Regions from separate parts of the Mus musculus genome. Here regions 1, 2 and 4 are each linked to region 3. The links are chromatin contacts, called in public Hi-C and HiChIP or PLAC-seq maps. All regions are on one chromosome and are shown on one strand. The core of a region is the stretch at or near the end of the contact, and the rest is flanking DNA. Distances in the headings are between cores, read along the strand shown.

Region 1 (4,887 bases), core at 912-3,411, 190 kb after region 3:
CTGATAAAACTTTCAGAGAAATAAGGCCTGGGAGAGAGAGCTACACAAGCTAAAGCAAAGCCAGGCATGGGCCATGGGCACCAGGCAGTGCATTTGGCCTGACAGTCACCAGCTGCTGTCCTGACCCTCATCTCACTGTGTGCTGCTACCTGTGTCTTTGCACAGGCGTGACACATAAAGGTATAAACAGAGGGAGCAGTCTCTTGACAACGTAATATTTTCATTCAACAGGCAGCTCCTCACTAAGCCTTCTGCAGGGGGCTTTCACACTGTTGTGCCTTCTACGACTGCCGAGATCTGATGTGAAACATGAGCAAGTCTAGCCATGTGAGGAGACCTTAGAAATACCAACGTCAGAGGAAACCTTCCAGCCAGAGCCCTAAAGTCAGCACCACTTCAAAACTGGAGCTGTGGTCTGTGAACAGGGCCCGGGTGTCCTAAGATGGGAATGTGCAAGCAAGAGAGGAACAAGAAAAGAAAAATATGGGCTAGAGAGATGGCTCAGCGGTTAAGAGTTCTCTCGGATCTTCCAGAGGTCCTGAATTCAATTCCAAGCAACCACATGGTGGCTCACAACCATCTGTAATGGGATCCAATTCCCTCTTCTGGTGTGTCTGAAGACAGCTACAGTGTGCTCATTCATAAGATAAATAAAATCTGAAGGAAAGAAAGAAAGAGAGAAAGAGAGAGAAAAGGAAAATATGGAAAGGCCAAGTGTCACCTGCAAAATCCCTGCAGCACCCACTCAGAGGTGAAGCAGAGCTCTGGAAAGCAGAGGGGGAGGGGTGAACTGCACATTGCCTGAAGTTTCTCATTATTGCTTTTTGAAAAGGGGACATGGGCTCAAGTTTAGTTATATAAGAAGTAAACTGAGAAATAAGACAAGCACATCCTGAAGGCAACGCTGCCCACTACACTACCTGAGACAACGGCAGCACGGACACGGGGATCACCTGTAAAGTAGAAGGCAGCGATCAGTTCAGCATGTCTCAATTTAGCAAAGTCTGTGACAAGTCAAGTGTGGATTTCTGTCTCTCAGGCTCAATTTCAGAGAAAGATAGGCCTGTGTAGAGCTGGCATACGCAGGGAGATCAGGCTGGCTGAAGTAGAAGTTAACATATGGCTTCCCAGTCCAACTACACAATTAAACCCATGCCAGAAACAGAGGATTGATGCCCTCACAGCCTCTGCACGTCCTCACCAGACCCTCCATCTGCCTGAGTGCAGAGCGCCGTTGACACACTACAAACAGCAGAATGATCTATGCAGACCATCAGCTCGAAGCCTCGACCTGACTGAGAACAGCCTCAGATGCTCCAAACCACACAAATGCTCATGCAAAGGATGAAGATAGCACTGCATCTGCTCCTAGACTATGGGGTGCAGGCCACGGCTCTGAGAAACACTACAAACTTTAAACCTCTACTCACGATATGCAAATAGCCCGGAATAGAATTCACTCTAAGAACACTCTAAGTTCAGCTGCCCTTGAACTACTGTTATAAGGCACAAAAAAGGACAAATGCCAAGAACAGGCCCACCTTGCCAAGGATAACAGGCACCCCAAGTTGTGTGGCCCATGGAAGCCCTGGCATGCACACTGCCCTGGGACACTAAGGAGAGATGAGCTAAAGCACCGGCGGCTGTCGTGGGACCAGGAGTCCCTCCACAGTCCGTCCTGCCACCATCTCCAGCTGCCGTCCCTCGTCAGCTTTCAGCACCTGTTCACAGGGCAGTGGGCAGGGCTGGGGAAAGATATAGAATCCAGCCACTATGCTCCCATGCCTGCTTGGTATTTTATGAATCCATATAAATAATGTGTGGCTCACTCTGAATGTCTGAACTCTGGTAACATCTTGTCAGTAAATATCCAACATGTCTGAGATCATTTATTTTAATAAAGTTTCATGACTCACCAGCTACCAAAGCCTTGATTTAATTCAAAGTTCAGAACATAATTCCCATTTTCTCAGGATAAATTTTTTTTCTAAATAAACACTAGATCAAAGTAACACCACAATGATGGCATACATTTTCTAAAACTACAGAGAAGTGACAGGCCAAATGCTGCTGTCAGCTGCCTCTAGTAAGAACAGATCACTGCGAACTGAGGGGCTGCTAGGAAGGAAGGTTTCCACCACCACAGACAGCACACTCCCAGCCTCCTCCCTCCACCCACCCACCGTAGCACACAGGCACCAGAAGAGCAGCCTCTCCCCTGCGTGCTGGAAAGCCTGCCCAGGTTCTTTGGCTTGGTTATTCACAGCTTGCCCTACAGCTAGCCATTTCCTTACTCTTTTACTTTTAGTTCCCCTGAGTTCTAACCTTAAAATTTCAAAAAGAAAATTCACATGTCACAGCCCTCCTGAGAAACTCCCAGATGAGTAGTTCTCTGTAGCTCTCGATTAAGTCCCACAAAGGGAAAGTAAACTTCACCACAGCACAGCCAGGATACTGACCAATTCCCTTCACGACTGAGAAAGACTGCAGCACCCAGGTCACACAACTATGGCTCTGAAGATAGGACACACCTAAAGGACCTGGCCACCAGGCACTACCCAGTTCCATCTCACATACCATCACCAGCTGGAGCCAAACCTATGCAAAGCAGCAAAAAAGTTGGGAGGCACCCCTGCTTCTCTCTGGCAACACGATGCCGACCTCTGCTTGCTCAGGGCCAACAATCTGGAAAGGCCCCAGACACTCACAACCGACCTTTGCTTGCTCAGCTTCACAACATCCTTCTGCCAAGGAACTCAGCACCTGTTACAACAGGATCCAAGTTACTTTAAGTTCCACACCACCAGGAACATCAGGCCAAGGCCACCACCAGCTTAACAGAGGAACACTGCAACCGGATTCATAGGTGTCTGCTATAAGAGCCTACCCAGAGCCTACTGGTACCCAGCAGACAGAGGCAGAACACTGGATATACACTGCAGGTACCATCATGCATTCAAAGTCCTGATTCATTTTCTAAATTTAAAAAGAGACACAGACTTAAACTACCCATCTTCTGTTGTCCACTGTAAATATATAAGATCAGATACACATGACCAGAGCCAAGCATACACCTGGAGCAAACAGGTGAGGACACAGGAGCTAAATTCTCAGTGACAGGAACAACCTGGTTACACTGAGAACCTCTCATCAATCGTGTTCAGCAATGGCAGCATGGCAGCCTGTTTCACAGAAAACTACATGGGTAATTCAAGAGCCAACCATCGAAGCCCACAGCCCTGGGAATCAGCCGTGCTCTCCCCTAGATGTGCTCCATTTGCCGTCCACGGGCCCTGCGTCAGCCATCCTCTGCCTGGCACAGAAAGCTCCTTATCTCTTGGGACAGGCTCGAAATCAGCCAAGTCTGCCCCAGTAAGGGATCTGCACAGTCGTCTCAGAAGCCATCTCCTAATTCCTAAAGTTCAGAAACTGCTGGTCTAGCCTTGAAGAGCACCATTAGATCCTTCAGAGCCTTCCCTGCTGCTGTCTGCTACTAGGCACAGGACCACTTCCAGATCTCTTAGAAACTGCCTGTGTATGCTCTGTTCTGAGGATGCTACTCACAGAGAAGATCAAGAAAAAAAAAAAAACATCTCAGTGCACAGCTGAGTGTGCAGAAGAAGCAAAGCGTGTGCAGCAGGCACTCTGTCCACCCGTGGAGGCAGTGTCACACGCAGCTTTGTATGCCCCATGCTCTTCACACAGTTAAGTGTTTATTCACAACTGGACAATAATGAGAAATAGAAAGTGGAAGAAGGAAGGAACAAAGGTAAAAAGGAAGAAAAAGGAACAGAACTGGGGAGGGGGTGGAATCTACAACACTGATCCTCACCCTGTGAGTCCCAATCCCCTAGTGGGTGTTGAATGACCACAGCACAAGGGCTGCCTAAGGCCATCGGAAAACAGATACTAACACTACGTTCATAACAGTAGCAAATTACAATTATGAAGTAGCAACAAAAATCACTCTGTGGTTAGGGGTCACCACAAGAGACGCTGTATTACAGGGCCCCGGCATTAGGCAGGGTGAGAACTAGTGCTCTACAGGCAGGACTTCGACTAGAGCACACATTACACTTCACTACTTCCTGCCACTTCACACTCTGAATCATGCTAATCATGGTGTGCACGCCCACTCCGTTCCTGTACTTTCCCATTTCTTGTCATCAATGAACTTGATCAGCACACTTCCAAATTCTTGCCCACAGAAATGACAACGGACTGACAAGGACACTGGATCCCCTGGAACTGGTTACATACAGATGATTCTAAGTGGCCATGTGGTGGATAGAAACCAAATCCAGGTTCTCTGGAAAAGCAGCCAGTGCCGTTAACTGTGGAGCTCTCTCTCCAGCCCCAAGTTGCTGATTTTTTTTTTCTTTTTCAGTGCCCAGGGCTTTGGCAAGCTAGGCAAATGCTCTCAGTGAACTATATGACAGCCACATAAAATTATTTAAATTATTGAAAAATCCAGAAACAGCCTGCCTAACAGTAGAAATGAGTTTCATACATGACAGTTACCCCTGTAGTTAAAAATGTATGATTCCAAGGAAATCCCCCAGATGATGGAGCTAAGATCAATCAGGAAAGAGCCAGGAGTAAGGAGGCCATGCTCACACATGGTGACCAGCCCTGCTTTTCCAAATGGCTGTCAAGAGATGATTTTCAAGTTCCAGCTCTAAAATACAGACAGAGCAGTCAATCACAGATGTGTCCGGTGACTCCACACAACACTGTTGGGCATACTCCCACAGTCCTAATCTTTGGCACTAAAATTATTAACAGAGTAAAGGCTAATCTAAGAAGCTCAGGTAGAACGTCATTGCAACCTTCCTGACTGAATTCACTTCACTACCAACAGCCTGAGGAAGAACATGGTTGTAAAAA
Region 2 (4,641 bases), core at 393-2,892, 160 kb before region 3:
CCCAAGGAAGCTCGCTGGGCTTTGTTTGACCACACTCCCATGACTCAGAGGGTCTTGGATCCACCTTCTGGCTCTCAATGCCCCATAGACACCTGGGAACGGACTATAATTTTACCCAAGTGGAAAGCAGGTGACCACAGTGGGCTCAAACTCTGGCCTGGGCAGGGGAACCCACTGGAGTCCTTGGCAGCACTGCACTACTCTCTCAGCTTTGTAGTACATCCACTCTTCCTTTCTGAGGACAATGCCATACAACCAACTCTCAGAAGGCTACAGGGTCTACAAGAGGAGGGATGGGGCAGCAGCGACCAGACAAACTATGCACTTAGCTAGAAGTCTCTCTATAGGTTGGTGCTCTCTGACCACATTCTTTAGGCCCAGAATTATAAGTCAATGTCAAGACTGAACAGAAAACATTCCCCTACCCACAAAAGCAGCACATGCCAACTCAAGAAGAGTAGAAACTGGTATAATCAGGCAGTGATGCCCAAGGGTGTACCAAGTTTCTCACAGATTTTTGTTCAGGTGATGGGTGTCAGACCCCACAGGACAACAGTTACCATTCCACATGGGCTGTGTCAACCCTCAGACACAGAGCACAGTGTGTGGCTCAACTCAGAGCCCCCGCTGCGTAGCCTGTCCCCAGACCTTATGGGTATATACGGGGAGATGGGGGGAGGGGAGCACACTGAGACAAAGGCACAGAACAGGGTGTGTATGTGTCTGTGTGTGAGTGCACGCACGTGGAGTTCTGGGCTGGCTGCAAGCTGGTGCTGCGCAGGATCAGCCCACATGATGAAGTTTTAAACTGCATTTTACAAGCAGCTGCAGGAAGACATGTGCAGCGGAGCTTGGGCGTGCACAGCCGCAAGTACTAAACCCCTGGGGGGCCATGGCCACAGCATGCAGGAGAAGACTGGTACACCTACCCACCCTGAGCACCCCCTCTGCAGATGAGGGGACCTCTGGCCAGGGGCACTGACTTGTTCACTGGCCAGCAGGTGCCGAGGAGAGGTTGGGCCCTCGTGGCGGGCTCCATGGCCTCCCACCTTCTCCTTCTCTTGGAAGATCCTCCCAGGTGTACTGTGCTGACAGAAAAGCCTTACTTCATTTTATTTAAAAAAAGATATTAATTAATTAACTTATTTATTTTTGTTTTTTTTGAGACAGTGTTTCTTTGTGTAAAAGCCCAGCCTGTCCTGGAGCTCGCTTTATAGAGGCTGGCTTCGAACTTGGAGATCCGCCTGCCTAGGCTTCCCAAGTTCAGGGATTAAAGGTGTGTGCCATCACCACCTTACGGTTTTTATTTTTATTTATGGTGTTTGTGCACATGAGTGTAGGTACTCTTGGAGGCCAGAAGAGGTCGTCAGATCCCCTTAAGGAGAGTTATAGGCAGCTGTTTGCTGCTGACATGGGTGCCACCCAACCAAACTTGGGTCTTCTGTAACAACAGCATGCACTCTTAACCACTGAGCTGTCTCTCTAGCCCCAGGAAGAGGCTTTTAACCAGCCTCTGCCAGGGCCAAATCCACCCATACCCTGGGGACCTAGAGCTCTTAGGCCACAGCCCAGGTGGACCCTAAACTTGAAAAACCGGATCAGATTGGGAAAGAAGGCCCAGTGTGCCAGAGCAAACAGTGAATGAGGGAGGGTAAATCTTTGCAGACAGCTGCCACCTGATGAGCCTCTCCAGGGAGTGGAGTATCAACAGGGGTGACTGGCAGTAGGTGGCCCATCCCAGGGAGCTGACATGAGAGATCCTGGAGGGAGGGGCAGAAGCCCTAGGCACACCAAGGCAGTGAGTCAGCCTTAGCCCATCAGAGTGAAAAAAGCCTTAACTCAGGAGGGTGAGGATGGGGCTGGGACCAGGAGAGTTCCAGGCCCCAGAATATTTGGGAACTAATAGGAAGAGACCCTCCCCCACAAAGTACACGTGGGTCCCAGAGACAATATGTGACATTTGGGACAAAAGTATAAAAACACAGAGAAACATACCAGGAGACCACGCCCTCCTCAACTTCTACCAACTTACAGTGAGTCAAGTCGCTGAAAGGTCAGCCACCAGTGAGTCACACTGCATTTCACCCTAACGTCTCAGTTTTAAAGATTTCTGGTGCTATTAGTAACTTGGCTTCACATTTGGAGGGTTAGTGTGCAATTCGGTCCACGTGGAAATGTAACCCTTCTTGGGGGGAAGCACAGGGACTGAGGTACATTTACGATGTCCATCTGTGCTGCAGCAGAGGCTAGAGCCCCCCCCCCCCTCCTTTTTGTTTTTGTTTTGTTTGTTTTTCTGAGATAGGATCTCGAGTATTTCAGGCTAGCCTAAGGGTCAAACTCATTACATAGCTTTAGAGAGCCTTGAACTCCTGAGCCTCCTGCTTCTGCCTCCTGAGTACTGGGACCACAGGTGTGCACTACCACACCCAGCAGACTCCCTTTCCACACACAATACTCCATGGGTGGAGAGACCATGTACCTAGGCTGTTTGCCTGCTTTCTCTCGATGGCAAGTCATTTCCTTCACTGACATCTTCGGTTATTCTGGTGCATACTGCAGACCATCTCTCAGATATGTATATCTGAGAGCTGATATATCCAGTATATCCAGCTTTGTAGACTGATCAACTGTTGGATTCAGGACCTCCTATATATATATACACATACATACATACACACACACACACACACACACACACACACACACACACACACACACACACGTATATATAGTTCATTCTATACTTTCTGTTACTCTAAGCCCCAACTCCTGGTACCAACTTCTGTCCTCTGTAGTGTCACTATTGCTGTGATGAGGCATCATGCCCAAATGCAGTTCTGGGTTACTCTGGCTTACACTTCTACATCATCGAAGGAAGTCTAACCCTGAGTTCATTATCAAGTCAGGACAGAAACTAAAGCAAGCAGGAACCTGGAGGCAGGACTTGATGCAGAGGCCGTGGAGGAGTGTTACTTTTTGACTTGCTCTTCATAGCTTGGCCAGTCTGATTTCTTATAGAACCTTGACCATCACCACCCACAACGGGTTAGGCCCTCCCTTATCAATCCCTAATCTAAACAAACTGCTCCCCAGAACATTTCTCAATCAAGTACTCTCCTCTCAGATGACTATAACTTGTGCAGCACAACTGTTTGTGGGTTCGTGACAGCCTTAAGCACAACCTGAACACGACCAGCCTTCCTGGTGTACACTCTTTTTAACATTCTGTGTATGTGTGTTGGCTGAATGTATCTATATCTGTGCATCACATGTGTGCTGGTGCAGTGGAGGCCAGAACTGGCTGTTGAATCTACTAGAGCTGGAGTCGTGGATGGTTGTGAGTGGTTGTGGGTGCTGAGAACCAAACAAGGTCCCTTGGAAGAGCAGCCAGTGTTCCAAACCTCCAAGATAGTCCCACGTGAAGCTGGGCGCGGTGGCGCACGCCTTTAATCCCAGCACTTGGGAGGCAGAGGCAGGCGGATTTCTGAGTTCGAGGCCAGCCTGGTCTACAAAGTGAGCGCCAGGACAGCCAGGGCTACACAGAGAAACCCTGTCTCAAAAAAACCAAAAAAAAAAAAAAAAAAAAAAAGATAGTCCCACGTGGCAAGTGACCCAGTAATGACATGGTGAATGCACATAACTGTTACTGTTTTAAAAAGCTCTGGGAAGAAGAGAGCTGAGGGAGCAGCCACGCAGAGACAGATCTCAGGGGTCTCCATCTAAATCCATGTACTCACAACCATCCCAATGACACATGAGAGGGCCTGTGTGGATGTTCAAAAAAAGCCATGGAGGCTGGGAACATGAAAACAGGGGGCATACGAGGGAAGTGCAGCCATGGAGAAGGGGCAGGGCATGGGTTCTGGGGACGCCTGTGGCCTCCAAGGCAGAGGCCTCCAGCAGCAGCAGTGGGACCCGCCTTGCTGCTTCTCCCAGTTTTAAACCCAGCCTCAGTGCAGACCTCGCCTTCCACTTGAACTTGGCAAGCACCAGGAAGTCTCCTGGGACACAGAGTGCTGGCAGTGGGGACTCAACCATGCCATTGGCTACAACTGTGGGTGAATCCTGGGCAGGCTGGTTCTACAGCCACTCCCAGGGGCTGCCAGAAACTGTTGGGTCAACATGGTGGGAGGTTGCCTGGAGATCAAAAGTGGGATGCCATGGCTTTGTTGCTTCTTTTTTGTGTCTGAGGGAAGACAGGGCATACACTCTTCCCACCCCACCCTCTCTAGTCTATGGGAAAGTTGCAAATGCGGTTGGGTTCCAGACCCAGACAAGCAGCTGAGGTACATATTTAATATATATACCAAAGTGGACCTGGTCTCTAGGTTCTCCCAGCATCCTCAGCCCCTACCTGTAACAAAGCATATCCCACCCTCTATGCTGAACTTTCAAACCACGGCTGGGCTTCCTCTCACCTCCTGGCCCTTCACTATGTAATCAATCTCTCTCTCCCCACCCCCGCCCCCCCTTTCCCTCTCTCTCCCCCTCCCTCCCTCTCTCTCTCCTTCCCTCTCTCTCCCTCCCTCTCTCTTTCTCCCCCCTCTCTCCCTCTCTCTCTCCCCCCCCTTCCCTCCCTCCCCCCTCCCCTCCCCCCCTCTATGATGACTTCACTGACCTCCTCATGTGTGGTTGGTGAAC
Region 3 (4,390 bases), core at 462-2,961:
GGGTACCTCTGTCCAGCTGCCCTGATGGGGGAAGGCAGTCGTGGCAAGTTCTAGGCAGAACCATACAAAGCCACACTTTGAGATTGCTTCTTGATGCCAGCAGTCACAAAGTGGAGGACATAGCAGTCTGATGTTGTTTTTAAAAGGCAGAAAGGATCCTGAAGCTGGTTGGGAGAGGTCAGGTCCATGTTACTGTTTGATGGGGCTACAACTCAACAGAGCCTGATGGAGCCTCTTACTGCGGCTAACGCCTCTGTTACTGGATGCAAGGAGTTCACTATGGGAATTTCCTGAAAGGAATCACTGCAGTCTGTATTAAGATCTTCTCTCCTTCTCTAACAGAGCTGGCCCAGGCTCTGGAAACAATAAAGGCTTTCAGGTCAAAGCCAGGGAAGTAGCAAATTGAGTGAGGCCAGGTGGGCCTCCCAGAGCCCTGCATTCCCTAGCTCCTATCCCGTTCTTTGTCTACCCCAAGTCTGTTCTTCAGGGCTCGCCCCTTGAGTCATAGGGGACCTGGCCCGGGAGACAGAGCCTTTTGTGTGGTACAGGACCTGCTGCTTACTTCTGTCTGAAAGAGCACATGGAAGATGGTGTGTGTGCTCTCATGGCTACTGCTCCATGTTTGGTATCAGGCTGGCTCTAGAGGTCTTCCCCTACCCTGAGAGTGTGGGTTGTAAATGGAACATGAAAAATAAAGTCGATAAAAGCCATTTACAAAAGGACTATTGCCAGACCCCAAAGAACTGGATGAACATGCCTGGCCCTGGAGCCCTGCTGTGGGGAGGACCAGCGCTACTCTGCTGTGCTGCTTCAATAATAGGCAGGGTGGAGAGAGAGTGGTGTGGTGACCCAGGTGACCCAGGGTTGCTGCCATTTACTGGAATCACGCAGGCATTGCGCCTCCCCAGGCCTTGTCCTGCTGTCATTACTTTTGCTTTGTTGTGGAAACATTTGGTTAGTTTCTAGCTCTTCTTGCAGTTCCAGAACTTTCTTAAAACTATGCTAGACACATGTAAGAGGAGCAGTGATAATTATTTTTATAATTTCAGAAAAGACGTAACAATATAGCATTACCTCTCTTTGACCTAAGGCCATTCTACAAAGTTCCCACTTCAAGAGGAACAGGCTATTGGTAACTCTTTATGTTACATGCATTCTTCTTTCTTGCCTTTTTAAAAAAATATTATTTATTTTTTGCTGGCTGAGATTACCGGGGCTTTAGACAGGGAGAAACCCAAGGTCTGGGATAGGTGAATCACCTCCTGAGATTGGGAGGCTGGCTGTGCTGTGGGAGAGGCTCTGGTGGGGGATGGGGTAGGGTGGGGAGGGCACTGTGCTCTGCGGAGACACTGTTGAGCTACAGTTGCTCTGAGCATTTGGCACAGTGAAGATGGAGGGTTGTCCACACAATGTGGTTAGCAGCCCTAATGAGCAAACACAAGGCCTTCTTTGAAAGAAGCGAGGCAATGTCCTTAGGCAGGTGGAAATCAGACCATGGGTCTGGCTGATTATAACGAGTGCTTTGGAGAGTGATGGCCCCATCCCTGGCCCTTGGCAAGCTCTGCCCCTCCCACTGAGAGGGGAGCCTGCCCTCTGCTCCTCCAGAGATACAGGCTTCCTAACCTTCCAAGTGGTACACCCTCATGATTTCCACAGCTTCTGCCTGAGCTCAACTGCCCTGGAAACTTGATAAATAGTATTTTCTGGCTTTTACAGTAAGTTGCCAATCCTAGGTATCTGATCTAGTCAATGGTTCCCGAGTAAAAGGTCTTTTCTTAGTCACAGCCTAGCTTATCAGTTTCTCCCACAAACACACATTTAATGAGACACAATCTTTGTGACTTATCTACCCAACTGTGATGACAAATCCACTATTCATATCCCTGCCCCATGTCATTTCAGTCAGCAGGCAGTAAATGGGTCCCCCAGAACCAGACCAGTTTGCACATGAATTGCTGACACATAGAGAAGGTCCTGTTTTTCTGAGGACCACAGCAAGGACCTGGTCTGTCTGTGCTGCTCTGGTATTGGTCAGGAAATGATGTCATAGCCCCGTTAGGATCTGCTTGGTGGCCTCACCCTTTCCTCACAGGACAAACTTTTATCTCGTGTCCTTCCAAACAGAAGGAGGTGGTGATGCCAAGATTCTGCACCATAGCAAGGTTCGTTGGCAGTGACACTTCATTAGTTCCTAACATGTAAGCAGGAGGAGGGAGTGGTGATCTATCCCAATCTATATTTAATTGGGAGAGGAAAAAGGGAATTCAGTGGCTTTGCCAAGAGGAGGCCGCTGGGAGTAAGCAAGCATCTGACTTCAGATCAGATGTAACACATCGATGTACCGTTGGCCTGAAGCACAGCCCGGCTCGCCTCCTGAGGAACAGGTGTCTCAGTTAGGTCTGTGGGAAGCGACTGACCTGCAGGACGATGGGCAGCTGCTCTGGGGGGCTCCTGTTTTCCACACCCATTGTGAGCCACACCTGGAATGCTGTCAGCTGCTCGGCAAAGAATGGGCTGTGCTGTGGGAAAAGCCAAAGAGTCGGTTAGGGAGGCAGGTTTCTTTCCACCGCCCTCCCTCACCCCTCAGTCCTGACAAGGCAGTGACCACAATGGACAGAGCTGGAGGGCGCAGGGCTTACGGGCTCTGTCAACAGCCTGACAGGAGACAGAGGAAATCTGAATGTGTGGCCTGTCAACCATCAGGGAGGGTGTGATAAGAGGTAGCTATGAGGGTCACTGCATCCCTGAGCCCCAGTCCTCTGCAGGAGAGCACATACGACTTGTAGGAACACGAGGCCATGTCTCCAGAACCACCATTTCTTCACTATCACTGTGAGTATTATTTTGAGAGAGAGAGAGTTTCCCTGTCTACCCACACCAGTCTGCGGTTCCTCATCTTCCTTCCTCAGCTTCCTGAGAGCTGAGATTGCAGGTGTGCACCATATTTAGCCTGTTTTTTTGTTGTTGTTGTTGGTTTTTTTTTTTGTTTGTTTGTTTGTTTGTGGTTGAGCTCTAGAGAAGGGACCCAGGACTGACTCTAACTATTAGAGGCCAAGGAGACAGGTGGAACCTTCCAAGAAAATGGTGAAGGGAATCGTTGTGAAGATAGAGCAAGATCATATGGATGTGGGGCTTTGGAAGCCAGGTCAGTGATGTACTCAGCAGTACTGGACATGAGATGAATCAAGCAAGATGAAGATTAGGACCCAGCTGTGGGTTACTTCAGAGATGGAGAGGCCATCTTAAATACTGTCTTGGATACAGCAAAGCACAGCAAGCTCGAACACACAACAGAAACCAGGAGACAGGACAGAAGAGAGAAGGTGGAGGATCCAGGCCAGACACCCTATGGAAGGAGGCAGCTCGAAAGAGGGAGACAGGGGTGGGCATGGAGTGAAAGGCTAGCATCATGAAAGACGAGGGAGAGAGCTAGGTGGGGCACTGACCATGGAGTGAGGGCACTGTGGGAAGGCTGGCGCTGCAGCAGAGCAGGGCAAAGCATGCTGCCCGGCTGTGTGAGCTGCCCGGCTGTGTGAGCTGCCCGGCTGTGTGAGCTGCCCGGCTGTGTGAGCTGCCCGGCTGTGTGAGCTGCCCGGCTGTGTGAGCTGCCCGGCTGTGTGAGCTGCCCGGCTGTGTGAGCTGGATGGGAGAATGCTGGACTTTGCCTACTGCCCTGTTTCTGAGGGGAGCGTGACACAGACCTGTGAGGGAAGTGTGGTGGGAACGGGTAGCAAGGAGAGGGAAGAGGAGCTGAGGCCATGTCTGTAGTCACACTGTGCTCTAGTTTCTAAGGACTCATGAAGAATAGCTGCGTAGGTGAGGGCAGAGTAGCCGAGGGGCGGAGGCAGTACACAGTGAGCACCAACACCCTAGCCAATGGCCATGGAGAAGAGCTGGGGCCTTTTGATCATCATGGAGGTTCATCAAGTCAGAGTCCCAGAGGGCACTGGAGAGGCTGGGAGGGAGTCGCCAAGATCCCTCTGTTCCCATGCTAGCATTACACTCACAGGAAAGGGGTGGCTTGGGGACGAAGGGAGACAACAGGATTGGAAGGGACTGAGAAGCAAGAGGTCAGACGCCTGTGCAGTTTCTCATTCTGCACGTCAAACACACTGCCCCACAGAGCTGCCTTCCACGGGCCAAACAGTTCAAAATGCTTCAGTGTCTTGTTCCCATGCACATTTTTTGGGGTAGAGGGCTTTCTCTTTTCCCTAGGGGAGATGGCTGTGTCCATTAGCAGCGCCCCTGTGAGCCTGGTCGTTAGGGGAAAGACCTGCGCCTCCAACCTGCAGCATGCCTTTTCTGAGAACCCATCAGAGCCCAGGGCCTGCAGTAAAGGCCCAGTGACGTGAGGGCCATGAAGTTTACCTGCCACTCAGAAAGTCACAGG
Region 4 (4,950 bases), core at 1,730-4,229, 140 kb after region 3:
GTCTCCATCTCAGAAGTGTCTGTGTGGGCTATGGATGTGCTCCAGTGGAGGAGCAATCTCCAAGCACGCAGCAGACTTAACACCCAACCAGCCCGGAACCATGCTAGAAGGCAGATCAAAAGCCCAGTCAGGACAAAAATCTAAGAGACAAGTGGGCATGAGGAAGTCTCTCAAGCTCCAACTAGATCCGAAAAAGAAGAGGCAGATGAAGGTCGGAAGGGGCAGACCCTTTCAAGAAGTTTTCAAACAGTTCTAAGCAAACATCTTCAAGTTGTAGGACCATGATCCTAAATAGGGCAGAACACAGGAGAAGCAGAATGCTCAGGCAGGTGAAGAAGTGTTCTGCTGGCTTCATCCACGTATATGTCCATGTATATGTCTTCCAGGTTTACATATACGTGGAGCTACAGCCTATGACAGTGAAGCCACACGGCAAGGCAAAGTGCTTTCAGGTCACTGCACCATTCGAACAGCAGTACAAGTCCATATACCTGTGTATTATGTGCAAGAGTGTGCCTGTGTGCCTGTGTAACTGTGGCTCTGTGGCTCTGTGGCTCTGCGGCTCTGCCTCTGTGTGTATGTGTGTGAGGTTGCACACAGATGCCAGAGGAGGATGTCAAGTGTCCTGCTCTGTCACTCTCTACTTCATTCCCCTGAAGCAGGGCCTCTCCAGCCCTGCTTCTTACAGTACTAAAGTTATAGGCACACACAAGCACACACAGCTTTGACTTGGGTTCTAGGGGTTTAAAATCACATCCACACTCACACAGAGAATACCTTATATACTGAGCCATCTTCCTAAATTCAATGAAGAGACCCTGTCCCAAAATAAATAAAAATATCAAGTGAAAAGTGACTAAGGAAGACATCTATACACACATCAAAATAAATAAGTGTGGGTTTGATGTTGTGTGAATTTCTTTTTTTCTTTTTTCTTTTTTTTTTTTTTTGTTTTTGTTTTGTTTTGTTTTGTTTTTTGTTTTTTGAGACAGGGTTTCTCTGTGTAGCCCTGGCTGTCCTCGAACTCAGAAATCCGCCTGCCTCTGCTTCCCAAGTGCTGGGATTAAAGGTGTGCGCCACCACTGCCCGGCATATTATGTGAATTTTATTCCAATTATTTTCAATGTCTCCATTGAATTCAACTACACAAGGAGGTCCTGATGCTATGGTGACCAACCAGGTGTGCAGGCACCTCCGTGACATGTGGATCTTTTACAAAGTGAAGTCAAATAACATGGGAAGCGTTCAGAACCATTCCCTCCGAATCACTGCACAACTCCCCCACTCAGCAAGTTCTTGTTCAGCTGGGGAATAACTTTACAGCTTTCACAGTGGCGTGCAGTGAGCATATGGGGACTCCCTTTGGCACTCTCAAACTCAGCCTTCCCTGCCTTCTGCTTCCTGACTGTCAGCAGCTCCAGTTATACCATGACACCTGTACCAGCACCATGTGACCAGGCATTCTCAAGCACAGCCGCAGGTTCCAAAGCCCACCCAAGTAATAAAGGCATAGGTGCCAGAGGCTGGGTGAGTTATAGATTCAGTCTTCAGCAAGCATGGTTTCTTTGTCAAAATCTGTCAAACAGAAACGCTGACCTCATCGGGAGGGCAGAGTGGTGAGAGAGATCCTTGGGAGGCTATGAGGAAAGGACTGAGCCCTCTTTACAAGATGAGCAGCAGAGGTGGAGAGGTGCTTGCTCTTCAGACAATACTAGAGACAGGGAGACAGCAAGCAGGATGAGGAGGGTAGGTATGAAGGAACTCTCTGGGGTAGAAAGTTTCAGAGTGGCAGCGTGTGTGTCCTAGTGTGGCTTGGGGACCACTCAGGAAGAAGGCTGGGCATCAAGGACCCTCTGGGTGCTGGGGCTGACCTGCTCAATATTATTCCCATCAGCCCTCCACTTACCGTTTGTCTGTTTGTTTGTTCCCAAACAGGGTTTCTCTGTGCAGCCCTGGCTGTCCTCAGCCCACTCTGTAGACCAGGCTAGGTTCCAACTCAAGAGATGCCCCTTGCCTTTGCCTCCCAAGTACTGGGATAAAAGGTCTACACCACCATGCCCACCCCAGCTTCAACTTCCATTTTCAGTCTGAGAAGAATGAAGCAGTAGCACTTGAAGTCAGGGTAAAGGGCTAAAGAATGTCACTGTTAAATCTGGCCAGACCAAAGCCAAGAGTCTCTCCACAGCCGCTAAGCTACCTGCCCTCTCACCAAGGCAGAGACAGCAAGGCCGAGGGCAATCCTCAGAGCCTGATGCAGCACAGCAAGGGAGGGAGAGGAGGAGCAGTGGTGGACGGCTGGAACCTACTCTGTGCACCACTCACCCTTCCCACTGCCTCTGAGAGCGAGCCTTTGACACAGGGACTGCAAATAACGCCACTTTCAAGAAAGCTGGAGTCCCACAGCACTCTAGTCACACAGCATGATACATCCTGCAGGTGAAAGCAGACGCATCTCCACAACCTACCTTTCTCTAAAGTATGTGTAAGCTTTCAAAAGAATGGGTAGTCAAGAGATGGCGACTCCTTTGTGCTCTCATTAGCTAAAATGGCAGCTTAGGTTTGCAAGTTTGGAACTGGTTTTAGATCTAAGTTCCACATCCAGAGGGCTGTTGTAACACCGTGGCCTTTGGGGACAGGGCAAGACAGGAAGTGCGTGGGCAGGGCTGACTAATAAGCCTTTCGGCTGAAGAGCATCCATCGGAATTGTCCCTGAACATGCTGCATGGAAAGGCTGTCAGGCAAGAAGAGAGGAAAGAGGAGGGGAAACAGGCTGGTACAAGATTATGGCCAGAGCAGAAAAACATGCAAAATGTTTGTCTTGGGGACAGTTGCTAACATCTGGGCAGGAAGCAGCTAAGGGAGACTATCACAACACAATGGTTAACCCCAAGACTGCCACAAGACACATCTACACCATCTTACAAATTTAATGAGATCAGGGGCAAAGCGCATCACACAAGAGTTTGAATCATGTCAGTATGAGTCATTCAGCTACAATTCTGCCCGTGGCTAGGAGCCCTCACTTGCAGTTTGTCACAGAAACACAGACAGGTGGATCATGCCCAAGCTCTGGCTCCACAGAGAATCCAGCTATTTTGGAGGAAAGAGAAGGCTGCCAGCAGAGGAAGTCAGGAGGATAGCACAGTCATGACATAGGGGCAGCCTACAAAGGAGTGACATCGATGCCATGATAGTGCTGTGTCCAGATGGGCAGTACTGTTCTATCAAAATGTGATTGTCCCAAGCTGAGAGCCACCACTACTAGTTCAAGGCAGGCTACTCCACAGTGATCTCTGAGCACCCCCACTCCACCCCTGAGCTCCACTCGCTTCTTTTCAGGTTGTCCACATGCAACTCTGACGCGCTCCCGAGTAAGGCAGAGCACACTGACTTGCACCAGTACTGGTGTGCAGCACATCCCACTGTAAATCCCATAGAGAACACTAGGGTGGGGTGAGGAGGAGCACTAGCACCATCCGTCCCACCCCGCTCCTCCCTTAGAGCAGAGCAAGCATGTAGAGCCTTCTGACACAGGAACCAGGAGCAGTCCAGAGAAGAGGCTAGTAGGACCCCAAGCCCCTCTCGAGGGCTCTGAGGGTGTAGGCAGCAGGGAAGGAGAGAGAGAGCTGGAGCAGTACTCCATGCTTGACCCCTCAGGCTTCCCAACAACCTGCAGCTAGCCTGCTTAAGGGAGGAGGCACATAGGTCCAGCCCCTGCAACCCAGAAGTACGGACGTGCACATAAACACTAGGCTCTGCAAACACCTGTGCCTAAACCCCACAGGACAAGCCTGTAAACCCAACAGAAAGAAATGTGTCTGTCCCTGGCCACGTCAGCTCTACTTCCTAGAAAGCAGCTAACAAGGCATGTGTGCAGTCCAAGTGTACAACCCGATCACAAAGCTAAGATGGCTGCTCTTCAGAGGAGGAGTGTGCCCAGGAGCCTTGCTTTGCTGGAGAGAGACCCCACTTCCCAAGTCCACTGCTTGTTGAGAAGATCTATAAAAACATGTTTCATTCGTTGACTACAAATCCACTGTGACAGATACAAGAATGCACTGCAGAGGAGCTAAGATTTAAGACCTGCTGACTGCAGCCTCGGGAAACAGGAGTGTGTGGCTCCTACTGACCACTCAGCTCCCTGAAACGCCACGGTGACTGCACAGAGCCTTTGCCATTCATTCCTGCTGGCCAAGATGAGAAAGAGCTCCTACAGTTATGTGCACTCACAGCGAAAAGCCTGTCCCCTTGCCTGGCAAACAGGCCCGTTCAGTGGTCACCTCAGCTCCCTGCCAACTGTTACAGGTGCACCAACCCTCCTTACCTCCCACAGTAAACGGTAATGACTCCCACAGAACCTACCTGGGAGCCACAGGAGAGCTGGGACCTACCCCAGCAGAGTGCCTCCCACTCCATGCTTTAGGTAAAGGAGACCTGGCGAGTGCTCCATGTCAGCTACCTCAGCTCCTAAACTTGCATCTTGTGCTAAACTGCCAGCACCTCAATCTGTCAGGCAAACTCCTAAAAGCCCAAAAGCCTTTGCTCTCAGCTCCCATAAGACTTCCTCTTGAGGCTCATCATGACATAAGAGGGCTTTACTGGTGAATTTTCAACAGAAACCACGGCTGGCATTTTCCCTTTGCTCTCCTGCAAAGCTAAAGTCTATTACCTAAAGGTAATAAGGAAAGTCTTAAATGTAACTAGGAACAGACATTCCACCAGTGCAAACCGATAAACTATCAATCAGCCAGGCAAGGAAATACGGCCTAATACAGAGTCTGGCAGCCTCTGGAAATAAAATCACAATGGCTTCTCTAAATTCTTTACTGAACCAAATTCACCTTTATCAAAGTATCTGATTTTGAATAATCACAGCTAGAAAATGAGAAAATGTGGCAGCTGGGCACAAGCAATGCAATGGGCAGCATGCCAGGCACCCTGGCTCCTTAG

What was found. Hi-C and Micro-C count contacts between places; a contact is called where the count stands out from the background. HiChIP or PLAC-seq counts read pairs in DNA pulled down with a chosen protein or histone mark.
Region 1: a contact with region 3 is called in a Hi-C map of the C2C12 cell line, with 5 times the contacts expected there. The contact joins two enhancer-like sites. A contact is called at or near these places in 1 of 15 datasets of contacts at CTCF or cohesin (CD8 T cells), 3 of 484 Hi-C or Micro-C datasets (the C2C12 cell line, bone marrow-derived macrophages and embryonic stem cells), 8 of 115 datasets of contacts at active chromatin or transcription factors (bone marrow-derived macrophages, embryonic stem cells, microglia and 1 more) and 3 of 9 other capture datasets (adipose tissue, liver and pancreatic islet).
Region 2: a contact with region 3 is called in an HNF4G HiChIP or PLAC-seq map of pancreatic cancer cells. The contact joins two enhancer-like sites. A contact is called at or near these places in 1 of 115 datasets of contacts at active chromatin or transcription factors (pancreatic cancer cells) and 2 of 9 other capture datasets (adipose tissue and liver).
Region 4: a contact with region 3 is called in a Hi-C map of bone marrow-derived macrophages, with 32 read pairs. The contact joins two enhancer-like sites. A contact is called at or near these places in 3 of 484 Hi-C or Micro-C datasets (bone marrow-derived macrophages, nephron progenitors and uterus), 5 of 115 datasets of contacts at active chromatin or transcription factors (bone marrow-derived macrophages, embryonic stem cells and epiblast stem cells) and 2 of 9 other capture datasets (adipose tissue and liver).

What each region holds. Positions count from the first base shown.
Region 1 is chr11:119,622,440-119,627,326 of GRCm38.p6, reverse strand. The region is part of intron 1 of Rptor (regulatory associated protein of MTOR, complex 1); the gene reads right to left. Among named protein-coding and RNA genes, the nearest start is that of Rptor, 22 kb to the right of the region's middle. Within about 2 kb of position 2,161, at least 29 of the 459 cell types and tissues checked have an H3K27ac peak or open chromatin away from gene starts, as enhancers often do. A contact at or near this core is called in the C2C12 cell line, where this site is marked.
Region 2 is chr11:119,973,357-119,977,997 of GRCm38.p6, reverse strand. All of the region lies in intron 3 of Baiap2 (brain-specific angiogenesis inhibitor 1-associated protein 2), which reads right to left. Among named protein-coding and RNA genes, the nearest start is that of Gm11767, 33 kb to the right of the region's middle. Within about 2 kb of position 1,642, at least 111 of the 459 cell types and tissues checked have an H3K27ac peak or open chromatin away from gene starts, as enhancers often do. A contact at or near this core is called in pancreatic cancer cells, where this site is marked.
Region 3 is chr11:119,815,207-119,819,596 of GRCm38.p6, reverse strand. Rptor (regulatory associated protein of MTOR, complex 1) reads right to left here. Exons shown (of 34, transcript NM_028898.3): 11 at 2,418-2,519. Among named protein-coding and RNA genes, the nearest start is that of Rptoros, 17 kb to the left of the region's middle. Within about 2 kb of position 1,711, at least 44 of the 459 cell types and tissues checked have an H3K27ac peak or open chromatin away from gene starts, as enhancers often do. A contact at or near this core is called in the C2C12 cell line, bone marrow-derived macrophages and pancreatic cancer cells, where this site is marked.
Region 4 is chr11:119,675,035-119,679,984 of GRCm38.p6, reverse strand. The region is part of intron 3 of Rptor (regulatory associated protein of MTOR, complex 1); the gene reads right to left. Among named protein-coding and RNA genes, the nearest start is that of Rptor, 75 kb to the right of the region's middle. Within about 2 kb of position 2,979, at least 132 of the 459 cell types and tissues checked have an H3K27ac peak or open chromatin away from gene starts, as enhancers often do. A contact at or near this core is called in bone marrow-derived macrophages, where this site is marked.